3 separate regions of the Sus scrofa genome follow, and regions 1 and 2 are each linked to region 3. The links are chromatin contacts, called in public Hi-C and promoter capture Hi-C maps. All regions are on one chromosome and are shown on one strand. Each heading gives the region's core, a stretch centred on a gene start, on an enhancer-like site or on the middle of the called end of the contact. The rest is flanking DNA. Distances are from core to core; before and after follow the strand shown. Region 1 overlaps GSTCD (glutathione S-transferase C-terminal domain-containing protein). Region 2 holds the start of GSTCD (glutathione S-transferase C-terminal domain-containing protein). Region 3 has its middle 17 kb from the start of ARHGEF38.

Region 1 (2,700 bases), core at 142-2,641, 200 kb before region 3:
CGCCACAACGGGAACTCCCTTCATATTTTTTTATATTATTACAAAAGGGTTTACTTTTAGAACAGTGTAACTTTTTTCTGAATTTAAATTTCAGTTCTCTCTGTGTGTGTGTTTATAGATATTGTTAAATGTATCAAATGCAAATATCTTTCCTAAAGTCATTTTATTGTTGGAAAAGCAGAAGCAGAAAAATCTGAATTACCAATCTTTTTTCTAAGACTCTGCATAAGTATGAATTAAAAGCACAGATAAATGATTTGTTGAAATTTTAAAAATTAGTGTTTTAATACAAAGATTACTCTCCTGACAATTATTAAAAACAAAAATGAAAACACTCAAGAGGTAAATGAGAGATCGCTAAACCGTATAACCATCTGATCAGATACAGCACATTTTGGACCTACCTTGATATCTTCTACAATCAACTATACCATCCTGCTTCACTGGTTCATCACTAGGCTAACAAAGCTTAGCATTAGTGATGAGGGGCAGATTGTTTTGAATGAGAGAGAAAGGCAAGACTATTGGCAAAACTTTTACAATTAGTACTATTAGAAATAAATTATGTTGAAAAGAGAGAAAAATAAATCGGATATGTTCTTATATAAAAAGTCATCAAGCTCAAAAAATAAAAACAATTCAAAGAATTAAAAAAAACTTAAATTTAGACAAAAACTTAGTAAATTGAGATAATCATCTTCATATTGTTTAATTCAAATTACCACCTCAAAATTTAAAAACAGACCAAATCCTTGCAACAGAAAAACATCAGGTTAAAACAATAAAGTTGACCAGCTATGATATGACTTTGGTGTCTTGAATCTAAGGAAAAAAGTTTTGAGAAAAATATCTTTTGGGGGCAGGGAGAGCTGTGCCTGAAGCATGTGAAAGTTCCTGGGTCAGAGATCGAACCCATGCCACAGCAGCAACTTGAGCCACAGCAGTGACAGTGCCAGATCCTTAACCCACTGAGCCATCAGAGAACTCTGAGAAAAAAATACTTTTAAAAAATATATATTCTGACTTATTTGCCTCCAAAGACATAATGTTTAAGATCTTTAATTTACTATATTTTACTTAAATGCCAAAGACTAATAGATATATTAATTGGTCAAGAGTGATATAAATAAAATCTATAACAAAAATGTGAATAGACGATTACAAATTGGGATAGAATGCGCTGCAACATTACTACATGGAAGCTTTCAAACAAAATTTTAATGAAAACAATTTAAGTACCATTAACTTGGTCATAGTGGGTCTCGGTCCTCCTATAAATGAAGAATCATTTTGCTCCTCTACACATGGGACCTCATCTAAGTTCGGATGCCATTCATTTGAGGAGGTCTGCAACTCTGGCAAATGGAGAAATTGGATCCCACACTGAGAAGCTGCTGTTTTAACTCTTGGCACTTCCTGAATCCTCCGGTACCAGGCAGCCAGCAGTGGAAATTCTACCAGCTTTTCAGGAAGTTTCTTGCAGATAATTACCTAGGCAGAAAAAGAACACATTATTACATATTTTTTTGTTTATGAGAGCTGGTTGAGGTAACTTTTTTTTTTTTTTTGAGTTAACTTTCGAAACCACAAAATTCACACATTTTCTGTATACAGTTCAAAGAACAAGTTTTAGTAAATTTATACAGTTGTGCAACTACCACCGTAATCCAGTACTGGGACACCCAATGTCACACCAAAAAGTTCCCTGTGACCATTTGCCATTAATCTCTGCTCCCAGTCAGCTGCAGGAAATCACTGATCTGGTTTTTATGTGTATAATTTTACCTTTTCTAGAATTTTACATAAATGGAATCACAAAATGTGGCTTTTCTCACTTAGCAATATGATTTTGATACTGATCCATCTACTTGCATTTATCAGTAGTTTGTTTTTACTATGATGCAGCATTTAAAGTAAGGCTTTTATTTATTCAAATTAGAAACATTTAAAACTATTACCCCTGAAGTAAATATTTATCTGGGTTTTTTTTTTTTGTCAGATGCTTTCTCCCTAGCATCACCACCAAACTTCAATTTCTTTAAAAATTGGAATGTTCTTGCATCTTTGTGAGACACTGAATATTGTTTCTATAGAAACAGTTATGTTACAAATGATGACTTATGATTATAAACAAATAAAGTAAAAAGGTCAAGACAAAGAAAATCTCTACAAATATATCTAGCAATAATCAGTGTCAAAACAGGAGCCAGAAAGGCCAAAAATTAATGAAAAATTCACATGTATATATAGTTTACCTTATTTGGACTTTGACATTAAATGAGAATCGATTATAAGAACATGAGTTCCATCTAACTCTTTTTGTATATACAAGCATTTAAAACATTGCCTTGCAAAAAAATACTCTGAACAAATGATCAAGGAACCATTTATTGCCCTCAAAGAATAATCCCCTGAATTAGTATTTTTCAAGCTGCTGTTTATTACCCATCAGGAGGTTTTAAAATCAATACAGTAGGGTTTTTTTTTTTAATGAAATAAAATAGAAAATATCAGAATATATAGCATGCAATAATGTGAGTTATTTTGTGTTTATAAGTATATAGTTTATACATGTGATATGAATTTATTTGTATGCTGAATCACTGTAAAATGAATTATTTACTGTAAAAGTAAAAAAGTTTGAAAAATAATGTCTAAAGGGTACCCTGGGAGCCAGAAAGTTTCTAATTCTCATCAAAA
Region 2 (2,700 bases), core at 180-2,679, 180 kb before region 3:
CTTGCCAGCTTTTGCATTTTTCTCCTTTAAACACTGTTCCTAGATAAGCTTAGAAAAATGTAAACATACTCTACCTTTCTTAAATAATTTAGCACAAGATCTATTATTAAATGTTGGCAAGAACTTATGACAAGGAATGGGCTCCCGGCATTAAGAGATCATGACCTTAAGAGTATCGGCGGAGTTCCCATTGCCGCGCAGTGTAAATGAATCTGACTAGTATCCATAGGATATGGATTCAATCAGTGGGTCGCAGATCCCACCTTGCCCTGAGTGGTGGTGTAGGTCACAGACTTTGCTCGGATCCTGAGTTGTTGTGGATTAGGCTGGTGGCTATAGCTCAGATTCCACCCCTAGCCTAGGAACTTCCATATGCCTAGACTGTGGCCCTAAAAAGCAAAAAAAAAAAAAAAAAAAAAAAAAAAAGGGGGGGAATAAGGGGAAAAGGAGTTCCCGATGTGGCTCAGCAGTAACGAATCCGACTAGTGTGCATGAGGACACTAGTCTGATCCCTGGCCTCAGTGGGTTAAGGATCCCATTGCTAGGGCTGTGGTGTAGGTCGGCAGCTGTAGCTTCCATTGGACCCCTAGTCTGGGAATTACCATATGCCAAGGGTGTGTCCCTAAAAAGCCGAAACAAACAAACAGTCACCTAATCCCAAACCAAGTAGAATTGGTGTGGGAAGTACGTGTATTAGTAAACGTTTCTGAAGTAAAAGCAATTTTCATGCAAGTTAAACCCAAACTTTCTATAGGAGTTTAAACCAAAGTGAAACGCTACTTTGATGGTAGTGCAGAAACAAATCGCCCAAAATGTAGGGGGTTCTTTGGAGCAACTGTTAGGTAGTATTCACATACTACTGCTTTCTCCAATGAGGAAGGGCTGGAATAGAAAACTCAGTAGAAAAAAAGATAAAAGTTAAAAGAGTGACCCAAGAGGTCTTAACTACACTTAGCAGCAAATGGCGAACGACCGAACAGACTGCTGCAACTGGAAGCTGCTCCTTTCCCCTTCAGTAAATGAAGCCATGGGGACTGGCCCTGGAAAAATTGCGAAGGGGCCCGGACCCCTCCACTCTTCCCGCCCTTCTTCGCATCGTCAACCCTGCCGGTCCCTGGATGAAAGAGGAGTCTTTGCAGGGTCTTGAGGACTGAGGAGCCGGCGGCGCGAGCGCCCTCCTTACCTGGTCGCAGAGGCGCGGCCAGGCAGGGAGGGTGCGTGAACGTGTCAACACTGGCCGCCAGCGCATTCCCGCCCCGCCCGAGCCGGGTTTCCCGAGGTCGCTTTAGGAAGTCTTCGCCTGCAGACCGCTCGCAGCTCCACGCGGCAGGGAAAAAAACAACAGAAGCAGCGCCGGGGAAACAGCAGCACCTGCCGTCATTCATAATCCGGCGCACCGGAAGAAGGTGGTTACGTCACTTCCTCCCGTCGCACAGTGAAAACGTTCCCCAGTCGACCCTGCTGCGGGAACTTTTGTTTTTCCGCTCTCCCGGCGGGCTAGTGCTGGGACCTGTTCGTCAGGCCACCGGGAACGGACGGAGCAGCGGGGCGGAGCGGTGAGTTGCGACGAGCCCCTCGGTTCCCAGCCGCCTCTGGGAGGCTTGAGACCTCCGCGAGGGGTGAAGTGGGACGGTAGTACTGTGCGGTCTTAGTTTCCTCGCCTCTTGTGAGGAAACTCATAATTTGCAGGCGGTCGAATGCCCAGTCTGACCATTCTCCCCTTACAGTTGGGGTCGTGCTTCCCCCGAAGGTTTTGCAGGCTGGGGTCAGCGGACCGAGGTTACAGCCCCAGGGATTGGGACCTTGGAACCCTGTCTCGGACCTTCCTCGGAAGGTTTTGGCGACTTCTCTGTGCAGCTCCCTCTGCCTCCTCTCATCTTCATTGGGCTCACTTGTCAAGACCCTTCCCGATGTTAGGCCTTCGGTGGGTCTTGCCTTTGATCAGAAGATTGATATTCCTTTTCTGAGTGTCGTTTTTCAGATTTTCTGTCGGTTGGTTGGTTTGGAATTAGGTTCTTTCCGCCTGTTGTCGTTTCCGGATGTGTGCCTAAGGTCATCAGTGTAATCCAGGGCCAAGATCCAGGAGGAATAAAAAGGGCAGTATCTTTAAAAGGGTATTTATTAGGATGAGTTGCATGAGTTTGCAAAGGGCAAAGCTTTCTAGAGCCGTTATTGAGGTGGCAACCCCAATATTGCACTCTGCCTGAATAGGTTCAGCTTCCTTCATCTCGTGCACGTGAAACTCCAACTTTGGACTTCTTTTAATGTTAGCTTGTAAGATAGATAATGGGATCTAGAGGAAAGCATATATTTATATATGAATACCCAATTTAGGTTGGAGAAATCACAGAAGCCCTAGAAAGTGACATTTAAAAAAACCCTAGTGCATTCACTCAACAAATATTTTTGAGAATATGTTAAATTCCAAGCACTAGGTATGTAACAGTTCTGAATAAAAGAATTCCCTTCTTGCATGGAGTTTACAGTCTAGTGGGGTTAATGAATTTAAATCACATGGAGGATTGGGTAGAGAGTAATGCAGATAGGAACATTGTACAAATCCCATGTCATGAAAAAGGTGTTTTCTGCTTTGTATTGTTTTTGCTTTTTTGATATTTGAGGGCTTGAGGTGGGATTGGGGGTGGGAGGAGTCTGGAGGGTGGTAATAGCTTTGAGTTTCTTTTTTGTTGCTTATTGCAG
Region 3 (2,788 bases), core at 127-2,626:
CAGTCTCATTTCATATTAAAATATAGATTTAATTTTAGAAATTCCCTTCTTTGGGTTGATTTATTTCCCAGAGTACAGTCTTACCAAGGTCTCATTTCTTCCCTTTAATAATGTAGAAGAAAGCACTGTTTTAACTATAAACAGAATAGAGAAAAAAAACAGTTGTCAGACTGGTAGCTTCTCTCTCTCTTCATCTTATGACTTGAAGACACGTACTCCACATATCTGTCCACCAAAAGGACAAAAAATAGACTTACATATAAACTCAAAGAGAAAATAATTATTTTCCAAAAAGGCTTTTGATGTGTGCCCTGGACAAAAACAAGGATGGTATTAAGATAATTATGAAAGCTCAAGATAGAGAGAATAGAAATCAAAGCTTTTTATTCCTGAAATTTGGTATCTCGGTTAGCTTATTATATCAAAGCACGGCAATTTTTAAAAGAACTTCTTTCAGTAAAGAACAGCTTCCAAATCTCTCCTCCTTTTTGTCAGTCTCAGCATCCCAGCTAAAAGAGAGAGGCAGATGTCTTCACTGTGGCTTCAGGACCCTCTAGAATATAATGGCTTCAAATTGGCACCAAAACTGCAGTTTCTTAGAATGGAGTATAGAATTTATTTATTTATGATGTGGGGTGGAGGTCAGGGCAAGTTTTTTTCCCCCAAGTAAAAATTCTGGTGCACCCAATATTTAAAACAGTCAGAAGAGTAGAATGGATCTCTAAGACAGGCTCAACTTTGCTATTTTTTTAATTGGTAGAACAGGTTCAATTACTGCAGAATCCTAGGAGCACACTCTCAGAAACCTGTGGATCACGTTCAGAACTGTCCCACACTGAGAAAGTGCAATTCAAGATGGTTTGACACTATTAAATCTGTTTAGCCCAGATTTCAGAACACCTGCTTGGGAGCTCACGTTGTGGCTCAGTGCCAACGAACCTGACTAGTAACCATGAGGATGTGGGTTCGAGCCCTGGTCTTGCTCAGTGGATTAAGGATCTGGCATTTCCTTGAGCTGCAGCATAGATCACAGATATGGCTACAATCTGGCATTGCTGTGGCTGTGGTATAGGACAGCAGCTGCATCTCGGATTCGACCCCTAGCCTGGGAACTTTCATATGCTGTGGGTGCAGCCATAAAAAGATAAAAAAAGAAAGAAAGAAAGGAGGGAGGAAGGAAGGAAGGAAGGAAGGAAGGAAGGAAGGAAGGAAGGAAGGAAAGGAAGGAAGGAAGGAAGGAAGGAAGGAAGGAAGGAAGAAAGAAAGAAAGAAAGAAAGAAAGAAAGAAAGAAAGAAAGAAAGAAAGAAAAGAAAGAGAAAGAAAGAAACCCGCTTGAAAAAAAAATCACAAGAGCTTTTAACGTTTGCCAAAGAAAGTTAATATTTTACCTTTTCTATTTATTACACAGCATACCAAAGAATGAGAAAAAAATATCCTGTAAGCATGTAATTTTGAGCAAAAGAGAATCAAAACATAAACAGAGGGCTTTATGTGTCTTTCTGTATTAAATGCAAAGATGCCGTGGAGTGTATTACCGCTAACATTTATTGAGCACTCTCTATGTGCAACGTGCTCCCTCTACTTCTCATGGATCCTGGGACTTACTTCTCACAAGAACCTCTTGAGATAAGTACAAGGACTTCTTTAACAAAAAGGGATACTAAGGTTAGGGAGTTTAAGTAACTTCCCAACATTATAAACAGCCAGTGATGGAGTCAGAATTCAAACTCAGGTATAAGTTTCTAATCATTATGCCACATGCACACAATGTTATTGAAAGAATACTCATCTTTTAAAAGAAATTGTATTCTAATTACTTTGGCCTAATCAACTTTTTTTTTTTTTTTTTTTTTTTTTTTGTCTTTTTGCCATTTCTTGGGCCGCTCCTGCGGCATATGGAGGTTCCCAGGATAGGGGTCTAATCGGAGCTGCAGCCACCAGTCTATGCCAGAGCCACAGCAACGGGGGATCCGAGCCGCGTCTGCGACCTACACCACAGCTCACAGCAACGCCGGATCCTTAACCCACTGAGCAAGGCCAGGGATCGAACCCGCAACCTCATGGTTCCTAGTCGGATTCGTTAACCACTGCCCCACGACAGGAACTCCAACTTTTGATAATTATACTTCCCTCACCACCTGTGTGACACTGGCACCTAGTCAATGACAAAGAAATATAGTTGTTACTATGGTTTTCAACAGATAGCCACATCTTCACTGATCACGTATTTCTTATCTGTGAAAGAAGAGAATAACTTTCAAAAAGCTAGAACTTTATTTTTTTTAATTATTTAATGAATTTTATTACATTTATAGGTGTACAACAATCATCACAAAGAACTTCACTTTGAAAATCAGAAGCTGCACTAAGGAAAACAAATGTTAAATTGCCTATTTCTAAGCAACATTATTGACAGAGCAAAGGTCACCTTGATTGATGAAATACTAATCTGTATCTGGCTGGGAAACAATGGTACAAAATAGTATGGTACCAAAAAAAAAAAAATTCTCCTTAAACCAAGAACAATTCAATCTCAATTATGCATCACAGAGAACTTTTAAAGTTACGTGTTAAAGTTCAGCCAAAGGTGAACATGTTTAATGTAAAACATGTGCCATGTTTTTAAAAGTTGTTTACTCAAAGATGAAGGGAGAAAAATATTCGGAATTTTGGTTGCAAGCAGAAGTATTTGAATCTGTTTAACAGTTTCATTTTTTTTCCAATAGATTAAAATGCAACGGCATGATTCTCCTTTATGAGACAATTAGGCATTCCTTGTATTTAGCT

What was found. Promoter capture Hi-C pulls out the DNA fragments that hold promoters and counts their contacts. Hi-C and Micro-C count contacts between places; a contact is called where the count stands out from the background.
Region 1: a contact with region 3 is called in a Hi-C map of liver, with 2.8 times the contacts expected there. The contact joins two enhancer-like sites. A contact is called at or near these places in 18 of 47 Hi-C or Micro-C datasets (alveolar macrophages, blood, embryonic fibroblasts and 10 more) and 1 of 2 datasets of contacts at active chromatin or transcription factors (alveolar macrophages).
Region 2: a promoter capture Hi-C map of liver shows a contact between it and region 3, with 3 times the contacts expected there. The contact joins the promoter of GSTCD here to the enhancer-like site in region 3. A contact is called at or near these places in 1 of 5 promoter capture datasets (liver), 17 of 47 Hi-C or Micro-C datasets (alveolar macrophages, blood, embryonic fibroblasts and 10 more) and 1 of 2 datasets of contacts at active chromatin or transcription factors (alveolar macrophages).

Annotation. Positions count from the first base shown.
Region 1 is chr8:116,013,395-116,016,094 of Sscrofa11.1, forward strand. It overlaps GSTCD (glutathione S-transferase C-terminal domain-containing protein), which reads right to left. Exons shown (of 12, transcript XM_021101711.1): 4 at 1,240-1,491. Among named protein-coding and RNA genes, the nearest start is that of INTS12, 17 kb to the right of the region's middle. Within about 2 kb of position 1,392, at least 1 of the 83 cell types and tissues checked has an H3K27ac peak or open chromatin away from gene starts, as enhancers often do. A contact at or near this core is called in liver, where this site is marked.
Region 2 is chr8:116,030,447-116,033,146 of Sscrofa11.1, forward strand. It overlaps GSTCD (glutathione S-transferase C-terminal domain-containing protein), which reads right to left and starts at 1,430. Exons shown (of 12, transcript XM_021101711.1): 1 at 1,184-1,430. The coding sequence starts at 1,385. It overlaps INTS12 (integrator complex subunit 12), which reads left to right and starts at 1,418. Exons shown (of 7, transcript XM_021101712.1): 1 at 1,418-1,556.
Region 3 is chr8:116,214,680-116,217,467 of Sscrofa11.1, forward strand. No RefSeq gene overlaps it. Among named protein-coding and RNA genes, the nearest start is that of ARHGEF38, 17 kb to the left of the region's middle. Within about 2 kb of position 1,377, at least 2 of the 83 cell types and tissues checked have an H3K27ac peak or open chromatin away from gene starts, as enhancers often do. A contact at or near this core is called in liver, where this site is marked.